3 separate regions of the Sus scrofa genome follow, and regions 1 and 2 are each linked to region 3. A link is a contact called in public Hi-C data. All regions are on one chromosome and are shown on one strand. Each heading gives the region's core, a stretch centred on a gene start, on an enhancer-like site or on the middle of the called end of the contact. The rest is flanking DNA. Distances are from core to core; before and after follow the strand shown.

Region 1 (3,885 bases), core at 1,021-3,520, 240 kb before region 3:
ACCTTTGAACCCTGAAGAGTGGGACAAAAGGTAAGAAAACAAATCTTTGCCCTGAATCCAACTTTTCAAAACACTCAGAGCACATATAAGTGGTCACTCCAAATCAAAAGACATAACAGTAATTATTATAAATTAACAGTATAAGTAAAACTGGAGAAACCATATCCAGGGTGAACTGAGCTCTGTACAGGCACAGTCAGAACTTACCACTTTGTCCATGAGTTTCCAAGTTTTCTCCACTGTCCTGCGATCTGCTGCTGCTTGCTTAGGGGGTCCAACAGCATCCTGAATAGCATCAATAATACCCAAAATTCGTCCTTTTCGGGGGTTTCCTCCTCGACCACCAGGGTTTCTGCCATTCATAGAATTTGCCATCTGGAATCTTAGTTCTTGGAAAGGGAAATTAAAAAAAAAAAAAAAAGTTAGTTGGTTATGAAAATACTTTAAAAAAAACAAAAAAAACAAAAAAAAACAGCTTCATGTGTACCCATTAAATCTTCCACCATCAATGAGAACAAAATCCAGGGTCCCAGATTCAACTTTTCAGTAGTATTTGAATCTGTACTCTCAATCTTTACATACCACAAAGAGATTTAGGAGCAATGACCTTAGATTTGTTTTTGGAACACTAAGGGTTAAAGATGCACCCTTCTCACACTGCAAGTAGTGAAGGCTTGATTAATACCCAACTCATAACAAAAAACTTATAGAGATTTCTGCCAACTAGGTAAGAGCACGATGTTTTCATCCTCCCTGCCTTAATCCCAATTAAAAAGACTAGAACTCAAGCCCTTAGAAAAGATTTGGGGAGCCTCACTCCAAAACCGCACTTTCACTCTGTTAGATCTCACCAAATTATATAAACATAAAGATTATTCTACAGGAGCCTAAGGGGCACGTCTGTTGTCAACAAAGGCTTAGGACTTGGATTTTCCCCGCTAAAACCACCAGTACAGACGCATGAACATGGACACACGAACACACAGTTCTTTAAACCAACGCGGTTGAGGAGCTGCCCCAAAGTTAAGAGCCAAATAATCCAACAAACAACCCATTTTAAAAGCGAGAGAAACTGACAAGAGCGGGCACAGAAAGGAGAGAGTTCACTTCTTTCGCTCCTTGCCTCTCGTCTCATCCAAGTAGGGTGGGGGTAGGGGGTCCAAAGCTTTGTTTCGGGACATCTGTGCCTCCTTGCTGCTCAGGCCCCTCCCCTGCCACTCTCGGACCACAGCTGGGGGAGGAAGGTGGACAGAGAAAGGACAAAGTATCCCCTCGCCTCTCCAGCGCCCGCAGCCCAGTGGCGTCTCCGACGCTCCGCGTTTGGCTCCCAGGTAGACGCGCCCCGGGGGCTGTCTGCAATTCCAGCCGCCCGCCTCCCTTAACTCGCTCTTCCTCCTCCCCTGCCCCTGCTCGGGTCCAGGCTTTAAATACCCCTCTTCAAACTGTGACGGCGGCGGCGACAGCAGCTGGAAGCCGGGGCTGTCCCTTCTTCCTCCGTGGCCCGCGCCTGGCTGCCCCCGGGTCCCCGGGCGGAAAGCAGCGTCGAGCCTCCCTAGCGCCCCTTTCCCTCCTGGCGTCTCGGCGCTGTAGCTGCCCAGAGACACGCGTGTGCGCGGGTCCGATTCTACACGCCCTGAGAACAGGGCGCCTGGGTAGCCCAGGCAAGGAGTGTGTAATCGCCGTAAAAGCCCACTCCGGAGGAAGGAGCGACTCAGAGCAAAAGCCACCGAGACGGAGAAACGCAACAATTACCGTCAAGACCAATCCACGCCCGCTCTCCCCTCCCGCCCGACTCGGGGAGGCCGCGGGACGCCGCAGCAGCCCTGGCTGGAGGAGGAGACCACTCGCTGGACACCCCACCCCTGTAGGATACACACAGCAAGAGCCAGGGGTGGGGCGGGGCCAGGGTGGGGCCTCGCGGGGTTGGGCCAATCACGCGCATTCGTGCCCTGCCGGACAGCGGGCGGCGCCAATGGGCGGGAGGCACCCGTCCTCCTCGCACTACCACCCGGTCCACGTCTTCCACAGTACACAATGGCCCCAGAGGAATGGCCCCGTTCGCCGCACTTCCCAAACAGAAAGGGATTCAGTGGGAAATGGGGGGATCGGACTCACCCGAGAGCGAAAGTAGAAAAGGGAAAGGAAATGGAAGAAAGGAATCAAGGCACTAGGGAACTGACCAATAACGAGTGGGCGGGTGGGCGTGAGCCTTGGGAACCCGAGCCAAAGCCGACTCCAGCTAAAAGGCGGGACTTCCTGCTTCGCTCACCTTCCTAGTCTTTTGTTTCATAGCAACAGAGTAGTGGCTGAGAGGGTGTTGCTTCTTTACTCTGGGCGTGTCCAAGGCTGAAGAATTCATCTCCCTAGGGCTGCCAAACTCTTCTACCCAGGACAGCAACCAAATAGGCCTAAGGCATTGCTTCTTGTTGGCTATCAAAAAAGAGAAACAGTCAGCTTTCTAAGATGAGGTATAAACCTTTCATAAAATAGACTAGGGTTAACACCTGATTACCGACCAAAACTTCTGGCTGTTTCCCTTTTACTGTTAGTTCTGGAGGAATTGCTGATCAAATATCAGGATGATGAAAAAGTAAATAGTTGACAACGTTGGCTAAATTGTCTCAACTAATCATGCCAGGGCAGTAAAAGCACCAGACCATAAGAATTTCTAACATATATATTGCACATTTTTATTTAGTACGAGTTGCTGTATAAATGACTGAAGAGGAAATAGCTTTTGTATTTTGTCTGAGTCACCTTTACTCTGTGTTTGCCATTCTCTCCCAGCATTTGAAATCTCTCTGTGGCTCCATACCAATGTCTTTAGAAGTCCCACATCTGGCTTGTCCTAGGAGGAAAAATCTACTGTGTTGGGACCGTTTTTCAACAAGATCATAAATTAAACGAATGCCTTATATTTCTATTTCACTTCAGTTCTACCACAAGTACTACTAACAATTGCTTTGAATTGTCATGCTTTGGAATTTTCTTTACACTACAGTTGGTAGTGTTGAATACACTTTACACCTTTGGCTTCTCAGATGTGATAATTTATGTCTTTTAATATATACATATTTTTATTCTTCCTCTAACCAGTTAACCTGATAAAATGTTTCTCAAGGGTTCTAACCACTGTCTAGCTAAATAACCATTTTAGTAATGGGATAGTTACTGTCAAGGATCCTGAGTTGTTAAAAACATTCTTTACAGCCCTAAATTCAGATGGTTATGATTTTCACTTGATGAAAACAGACAAAATGTGCTCTTTGCAACTAGTCAGATGATAAAATGTGGTTCTGGAAGTAATTTTCTTTTTTGCCATTATTTCTATGCCAGTAATTAAAGAGTAGTTCCTTGTTTTCACGTTGTGTTTATCTACAAAATACTGGTCTTTCCATATCTTGTCCAACCATGCATATCTTCTTTACTTATGTAACAGTAGCTAAATTTACTAAAGGGAGACTGGCAAAAGGAAATATTTATTTGGTCACCTTTTGTTTGTTGTTGTTCTTGTTATTCTTTTGTTTGTGTAGGGCCGCACCCTTGGCATATGGAGGTTGCCAGGCTAGGGGTTAAATTGGAGCAGTAGCCACTGGCCTACTGCACAGCCACAGCAACGCTGGTTCAGAGCCATGTCTGCAACCTACACCAATGCAATGCCGGATGCTTAACCCACTGAGCAAAGCCTGCAAATCTGTGTCCTCATAAATACTAGTCAGATTCATTTCTGCTGAGCCATGACGGGAACTCCTGGTCACCTTTTAAATAAATCCAAAAAGAATAAATGTGTAGGAGGTTTTTCAGCACGTAGGAAAAGAGTGCTTTAAAGGAACATTATAACTAAGTGCATTACTCATATTCATATCCAGATAAAAGTAGAATAAG
Region 2 (4,139 bases), core at 1,305-3,804, 200 kb after region 3:
TTCACATTACTTCAATTTCTTTTCATTTAACATTGCAAAATGTATTTTTGTTGATATAATTTATTTGAAACAGTATTTATTCCATCTTCCCATCTTTCTGATTATTTTCAATATCTTACTTTCAACTTGTTATGAGCCATGGCTTCTTCCCAGTTGGTTATTATTAGTAGTAATGGAAGTAATAATAATAGTAATATCTGTTAATGACTTCTTAACTGTACAAATGACTTTAATTTATTCTTGTTCATTTCTTCTCAAATCCTACTCTTTGTTTTGGGGTTAGTTTCCATGTTAGTAAAGTACATTCTGAAGGTAATAAACTCTCAGTCTTTGAAAGTGTTATTCAGTCTCTCTCTTGAGTCCATAGCAATGAGTAGAGTTCTAAATTGATAATCACTTTACCTCAGCAACAGGATATTATTTCATTTCACTGTTCTCTGGAAAAATGTTTACTTTTAGCCTAATTATTATTTTTTAAGTATCTTAGGAATTTTTTTGAGATATTTTTAATATTTCTATATTACTGATGTTCTACATTTCTTAAACTCAAGAAAATGTGGTCCTTTTTTTGTACTGAATATTGCCTCTCTCATTTTCTCTTATGGAACTGTATTAAATACTGAGTCTGTCCTCTATGATTCAGAATTGCTTTTGGTGTGACCCATAACTTTATCTCTTTGGGTTACATTTTCTATGATTTTTTTCTTTTTTTCTTTTCTTTCTTTCTTTCTTTTTAGGGCCACACCCTTGGCATATGGAAGTACCAGGTTAGGGGTCAGATCAGAGCTAGAGCTGCCAGCCTACACCACAGCTACAGCAATGCCAGATCGGAGCTGTGTCTGCGACCTACACTACAGCTTATGGCAATGCTGGCTCCTTAAAGCACTGAGCGAGGTCAGGGATCAAACTTGCAACCTCATGGATTCTAGTTGGGTTCATTAACCACTGGGCCATGAAAGGAACTATTCTATGATTTTTTTCAAGGTCATCTTCTCCTGGTATATTTTCTCAGTGGAACTTGTCATCTTATAATCTTTAAAATGTACTTATTTACTTTGTTATTGCTTCTAAATTGAGGGGTTATTTCTTTTCTTTTTTTTTTTATTTTTAGGGCCACACCCATGACATATGGAGGTTCCCAAGCTAGGGGTCCAATTAGAGATACAGATTCTGTCCTACACCACAGCCACAGCAACTCGAGATCTGATCCGTGTCTGTGATCTACACCACAGCTCATGGCAACGCCAGATCCTGAACCCACTGAGCAAGGCCAGGGATAAACCCACAACGAAACCTAGTTTAATTCATTTCCACTGTGCCATGACGGGAACTCCTATTTTATTTCTTATTGTTGAATTTCTTCCTACCCTAAACTTTCCTGCTCATCTATGGCAGTTTAGTACTTTCATTGTGATTTCTATTCTTTGAAAAAAAGTTTTAATCATTTACCAATTGAGTATTCATATTTTATTTTAGATTGTAATGTTGCTTCCATTTCTTGGTGTTAGTCCTCTCCTTGCTATGTCACCAATTCTTCCTTAAGGTGATAGTTTCCTCATCTGATATACAATTATTTAACATGAGTTCATTTTTATTAGGATTCTTCGGAGAATCTAAAGTTCTTGCTCTGACATGGGAGGTTCTCTGTAGAGTGGTTTATTTCTTTTGTGTCTAAGGAGCTTCAGTTGTATAGTAGCCAGAACTCTAGATGGGCCCCATGACCCATATCTCCCGATGTTACCTTATGATTATGTTATATTACAGGGCTGTAATGGTTAACTTATACGCCAATTTGGCTTAGTTATAGTCTCTAGTTAGTCAATCAAAGAGTAATCTAGGAGTTTCTCTGAAGGTATTTGTAGATTTGATTAAAGTCATAATGAGCTGACTTTAAGTAAGTAAGATTAGCCCAGCTAGTCTGAGTGCGCCTGATTTAATCAGTTGAAAGGTCTTAAGAGCAGAACTGAGACTTCTCAGAAGAAATCCTGTATGTGGACTACCATTCCAGCCTGCTCTCCCTGCCAAGCTGTCCTACAGATTTCAGACTTTCCGAGCCAATCCTCACACTCACCTATGCCAATTCTTGCAATAAATCCCTTGAGGCAGGTCTCCTTTTCTGTTTCTCTGATTGAACACTGGCAGAAACACTGGCAAAGAAATTTTTCAGATATAATTAAAGGCAGAAAAGGAGCAAGTACCTCCAATCTATACCTACAAAGAACTTATTCTTCCAACAACCTGAATGAACTGGGAAGCAAATTCTTTCCTGGGATGTCCAGATAACAGCTCAGCCCAGCTGACACCTTGATTTTGTCCTTGCATGACCCCAAGCAGAGCAACCAGCTGAGTCGGCTCGGTCTTTGGCCTAGAGCACTGTGAGTTTAAAAGCAGACATTGTTTTAAACCTCTAGGTTTGTGGTAATTTGCTATACAGCAATAAAGAACCAATGGAAATGATTCATTCTGACTTCTGAGGTTAGCATTCCATACCATGGATAGTGTGATGTGAACTTCATCTACTTAGGAATGACCCAGGCTAGAGTTTAAATTCCTGATATGTGACTATTTCTACCCATAACCTCTGACAGGCTGCATTCTTCCTTGTAGTTTATTTAGTCAGTGGGTGAAACATGACTAGTCCTGTTTTTACGAAACAGGCAGCTCTTGGCTTTATGAAGAATCGCAGATTCAGGTCTACATATCTCTTTCAGAATTTTTACATTTCATCCTTAAAAATCTCTTTCATGTAATACTTTTAAAGGCTAGTCTGAGGCTTCTTTAGATAGGAACTGGATCTGGAAAGAATAGAAAAGGCAGAAGTGATCTTTCTTACAGGAAAAAAAAAAAAAGAATTAAGTTTCTATCTCAAAACTTCTAATCCTAAACATGTAAACTTAATTATAAGAAAAACCAGGATCAGGTGGTAGAATATAATATAGTTTCACTGTCACTTAACTGAGTTCCTTGGAGATAAATATTTCAGAATATAGCACTTTTCCAATTTCACAAACGTAACGAAGGGCATTTACTATACATTACATTATGCCCCTTCTAAACCTGGGTCAGTGTTCTATAATCAAAGACAATGGAATTCAGTGTATCAATATTCCTATCAAGTGGATAAAGAACATGAATAGCTTCATGTAAGCTCAGGTGAAATTTCACTGCTATTTGATTCAAGTTAGGGAAGAATTTACCATGAAACACTTAAACTCTAAGACTTGGGAGCGCTTGAATTTTGGAATTTTAATAAGGAAGATGTAAATATTAAGTGAAGAGTTTTAAGGAATTAAAAAAATATGAGATCCTAAGAAGTGGGATAAAAAGTAATATTCTTCCATAAATAACAACAAAAATCTTGATAACAGGGCTTTCCAGATAATCATATAATTTTTTTAAAAGCATCCGGCTAGTCATACTCCTTTTATCCAGGCTTAGCACATGGTGTTTTAAACTTGCCCTTTTAAATTATGAATTCCACTTAGACATGGATATAGCCTATCACTATTAGCACTAAATAAACATTGAGATGTCAAAAAGTTATCAAACCATCAGGTTATTTTGCTATGTGCTATCTCACAGATCCTTTGAATTCTCTTTTCCTTGGGGATAACAGCCAGTGTTTGCTTATAATTGGACACTGTCATTCTAAAGGGAGCCCTACAACCTCAGATACCAGCATAGTTGAGAGGACTCTGATTTATGGCTTAAGTGAAAAAAAAAAAAAAGCCATTTACTTCTTTTGCTGTTCTTCAAAGGAAATTAGACCAGAGAAGAAGATGCATATAATTCTGGAATAATGCTGAATGGGGAGTGTGTGTGTGTGTGTGTGCTCATGCACATACGCATGCCTGTGTAGCATTTTAAAGCAGGTGTAAATAAATAACCTTTCCAATTATTTTAATTCTTTCAAAGAAGTCAACATTAGGAAAATAAGAAAAGAACAGGAGAGAGCCTTGTAAAAGAGCACAGTTGTCCTCAATCTCTGCTTTCCTGTCACCTTTAATTCCAGAATACACTGTCATGTCTTAAATGATCCTCCACTCAAACTCCTATGTTGCGTATTTGCAATGACAAATAGCTTAAATCTACGACATCTTGATCTTCTACTAACAATGTTTGTCGCAATTCAAATAAAT
Region 3 (4,118 bases), core at 136-2,635:
ATCCAAATGTCCAAAAATAGGGAACTGGTTAAGTAGATTGTGGCATGTTTCATTTGATGGCATAAAATGAAAATTAATACTACTAATACACACACCTATATACACACATACTGTGATAATAACTTTAGAAAATATGAATTTAAAACATGCACACATTTATTCACATGAAGAATTATTGTTGATTAAGATGGTGAAGAGGTTATGGGAAACTATTTCACTCTACTTACTGAACTGCAACATTATTTCCACAACTGGACTTCTTTTCTAACCTGTTTACGTTTTCACCTGGTAGTTCACCATTATCTGTTTTCAGCCTTAATTTCCTTCAACGTCAAAGTTACCTAGCAGAAAAGGGAGTCTATTAATTTGCCTTTTATCTAACACACATCATCTACTACAATTCATTGATGCCACAGCCTGTGTTGCCCTAATGTGCAGTAAATATTTTCATGAAAGCATGTAGAAAACCCCCAAAAAGGAATATTTTGTGTCCCCTCCATAATGAGAATAAGAAAAATTTAAGTCCGATAGGAAACTCTGCTTTTTACAAGGAATAAGGATCTTGGCTAAGATGATAGAAGGAATTTTGACTCTAATTTTTCTTTTTTCTTAATATCAACACTTTTCAGATTTTTTTTTTTTTTTAAGTTGAGAATTTGATGAGTCCATACAGTGAAATGGATTAGAACTGACATAGTAAGGACACATGAGACAAAGAATCGCCCAGAACTTTATCATTTTTCTCTAAGTGGGAAGTTTCCCCCCCACCAAATCAGAGATATCCCTGTTCTCTTTTAACAGAGAATTGAAGCCAATTCTGAGATCTTAACCAAAACACAGGTTACACAGGAATCAGAAAACAACAACAAAAAACCATTAAAAAATGCAAGAAAGAGGAATTCTTTCATTTGCTTCCTAGACTTTGATGACTCAGGCAGAATTTTGTATTAAAAAAAAATTTTAAAGGTCACATTTAGCATTCAGATATAACAGGGCAATTTCTCTCTGTAAAGGTACTTTTTAACAAACATTTGAACTAAAACTTCTCACTTAAAATCTTCTATTAAATTCTGATGGCACTTTTCATACAAGTGAGAGATTGATAACTGTTTTGGTTCTGTTTTTTAGGGTTTTTTTTTTTTTTTTAATTGACAGGATTTCCAGGAAATGCCGAGCCCTTGTCCTTCTCATTTATTGGTCTGCACCAGGGTAGAATTTTTTGTTCTTTAAATATTCGTCAGCTTAAAATGTTAAGAAAATTACTCATAGCTCGTAGGAAAGTTTTTTTTTTTCCCCTTTTTCATTCTCATCAGATACTGCCAGGAATTCCTGGGATGTGCCTGCTTCAGCCAGACTGACCCTCATGGAGGCACTTTTTATCCCGTGGAGAGCTGCCAGTCTCACAAAGACATTCCAGTAGTTTGCTCAAGACTGGTTTACCCACTCTCAGCCCAGCATCTGATACCAAGCTGGAGAGCATAACTTTTTATGTACTTAGTGTATGTAAGAGCAGCTGCTGCCTTGGTGTATGTGAGACTTTTAAGGAACACATTCACGTGGCTTGATGGCAATTTATTAAATTGCTGGTTCAGCACACTCGGTCAATGGCTGGGCCTCGATGCACACACAGCACCAGTTCCATCCTAGATCATAGTGCCTGGAGCACGTAGGGCCCTTATTGAGACTCCTAGGACAAACAGTGGGATTTTATAAAACTCAGCACTCTCTTCTCAAGCAGAGGCACACTGATTCTTCACTCGGAGAAATTCCTGGATTTAGATTAGAAATTGGATTATAAACTGCCTTCAGGCAGGCGAAGCAGCTTTAATCAGTTAGGCCAGATGCTTCCATCCCAGAGGAATAACTGCTGAACAAGTGAGAAAAAGTTCATTTCCCAGGCTAGCCCCTTCTGTGTCATATGAACCTCAATATATATTTTTCATTATCTAGTTGTCTAGGGAACAAGAGTACTACCAAGGGAATTTGCAAAAGCTAAACACAAGAACAAAAGCTTACTTGGCAGCACTGGGTATCATAAGTATAAATTCTTGACACACACACACACATGCACGCACACACACTAGTTTAAAAATATTTTCTCTGAGAATATTTGTGAACTCAAATGAGTTTATAGTTACTTTTTCCATGCAAAAAATAAGCTTTTTAGCATGCCGAAAGAATCTGTCCTTAAACCAGTTACATACTTTATATATTTTCTAGAGACATTTTTTGAATTTTCAGGCTTTCTCTGGTATATTGTCAGAACTCTAATAAAAACACAAGTGCTCCAGATGTCTCAGTGTTTGCTTAAAATTATAAATGGGAAAAAAAGACTATAAAGAAAAGAACAATGAAGGCAATTGGTATTTGTATAAAATATTAGTTTCATCTGCCCAAGGTTTCAGAAGATTACAAAGCCTGCTTTGTGTGCTTGTATGTAAACATTTTAATGTAAACATTTATTTAGGAATCTTCATAAATAAAGTAGAAATAATGTTTGTTTTTTTAAATGTTAAATTATAGTTTTCTATGAGGAAAACCAGTAAAGATTGTTCCATTCATTCACAAACAAAATATCAAAGTTAAGTTTTGTTTTTTTCCATTGACCCTTAAACATGTGATAAAACTTTTGGGGTATCATATTTCTCATTCCAAAGGTCAGGTACAATCTTCACAAGCCCTCCAAAGCTTGAAGGAAAAGAATAACCAATGTAGTGTGTATTTTATGGCTTTAGTGTAGCATTTTGTTTATTTATGGTGTTTTATTTTGTTTTCCCAGTCTTTTCTTTAGAGTACAGATTTGCAGTAGGAGGTATTTGAACTCTCCATTTTGGTAGTATAGGTTAACCATTTGATAATTATACAGCAAATTGAAGGAAATAGTTAAGAAATATTTTTTAAAAATTAATTCTTGGAATTCAGAATAAATCCTTTACTTCATCTGCCAAGAGTTAGTGCATACTCTTAAACACATGGATCTCTCAGGGGAGTTCCCGAGGTGGCTCAGTGGTTAACGAATCAGATTAGGAACCATGAGGTTGCAGGTTCGATCCCTGGCCTTACTCAGTGGGTTGAGGATCCGGCATTGCCGTGAGCTGTGGTGTAGTTTGCAGACGCTGCTCAGATCCCATGTTGCTGTGGCTCTGGCGTAGGCCGGTGGCTACAGCTCCGATTAGACTGCTAGCCTGGGAACCTCCATATGCTGTGGGAGCAGCCCTAGAAAAGGAAAAAAGACAAAAAAACAAAAAATAAACAAACAAAACTCACAGATCTCTCCCATATCCTTTTCTTCTCAAGATTTTCCAGCACTAGACAATGCTATACTAGGAAGGAATAACAGCTTGTGCATTTAGCAAGCTAACCCAATGAGGTTAAAATTGCTTTAAACACAAATCTGAGAAAAAAAAAGTTAATTTTGATCTCCTTTTCATATTCTGGTATCAACTAGCTGTGTCATCTTGGGCAAGCTACTTAGATTTTTTTCTGGGACTCAGTTTTTCATCTGTGAGTAGTGTTGGACTAAGTTACTTGTTCCAAAACTTTATATCTTCAGGGAAGGAAGCAGAGTATAGAGCATACAATTAACAAAATCAAGAATTTCTTCACTGGGAGGATTCCATGGGTTAGGAGATGCGACCCGCAGGGTTTTTTTTTTTTTAATCTTTCACTTCCCTAATTACTGTGATCTCTGGGAGATTTTTTTGGATTATAGTTTGAAAAATACTGGGCCAGACATTCTCAAGACCCTGTGCACCTCCACTATTTTGTCATTACAGATGCTGTTCTGGAGGGATTTAAGAATTTAGAATTTTGAGCTGAAAGCAGATTTTATAGCTTATTTAGTTCGATATCCTCCTTTTGAAGATGTTAAAACTAGGAAACAAACCTTACCAAGTTCCTGGAAGGTGTATCATTAAACTAGTCAATCTCGAAACACTTTGCGGTCAGATGAATTGGAATCGGTTCCCTAGGTTAAATGGACTATGGCTGACTATGCTCACTTGCTTACAGGAATTGTCCGAGTTTGTCTCCCTAGGATTACCTTTAGAATTATGTTGAAGTCTTTAACACTGAGGGTGATTCTGAGAAATATTATTAGGCTGGTGGTAGCCCCACCT

The links. A called contact is a pair of places that touch in the nucleus more often than the background predicts.
Region 1: a contact with region 3 is called in a Hi-C map of embryonic fibroblasts, with 2.3 times the contacts expected there. The contact joins the promoter of CBLB here to the enhancer-like site in region 3. A contact is called at or near these places in 3 of 47 Hi-C or Micro-C datasets (embryonic fibroblasts, fetal skeletal muscle and fibroblasts) and 2 of 2 datasets of contacts at active chromatin or transcription factors (alveolar macrophages and skeletal muscle).
Region 2: a Hi-C map of embryonic fibroblasts shows a contact between it and region 3, with 4 times the contacts expected there. The contact joins two enhancer-like sites. A contact is called at or near these places in 4 of 47 Hi-C or Micro-C datasets (adipocytes, embryonic fibroblasts and fibroblasts).

What each region holds. Positions count from the first base shown.
Region 1 is chr13:153,478,910-153,482,794 of Sscrofa11.1, reverse strand. It overlaps CBLB (E3 ubiquitin-protein ligase CBL-B), which reads right to left and starts at 2,270. Exons shown (of 19, transcript XM_021070494.1): 1 at 2,181-2,270; 2 at 208-389. The coding sequence starts at 375.
Region 2 is chr13:153,042,911-153,047,049 of Sscrofa11.1, reverse strand. No RefSeq gene overlaps it. Among named protein-coding and RNA genes, the nearest start is that of CBLB, 440 kb to the left of the region's middle. Within about 2 kb of position 2,554, at least 12 of the 83 cell types and tissues checked have an H3K27ac peak or open chromatin away from gene starts, as enhancers often do. A contact at or near this core is called in embryonic fibroblasts, where this site is marked.
Region 3 is chr13:153,238,623-153,242,740 of Sscrofa11.1, reverse strand. No RefSeq gene overlaps it. Among named protein-coding and RNA genes, the nearest start is that of CBLB, 240 kb to the left of the region's middle. Within about 2 kb of position 1,385, at least 19 of the 83 cell types and tissues checked have an H3K27ac peak or open chromatin away from gene starts, as enhancers often do. A contact at or near this core is called in embryonic fibroblasts, fetal skeletal muscle and skeletal muscle, where this site is marked.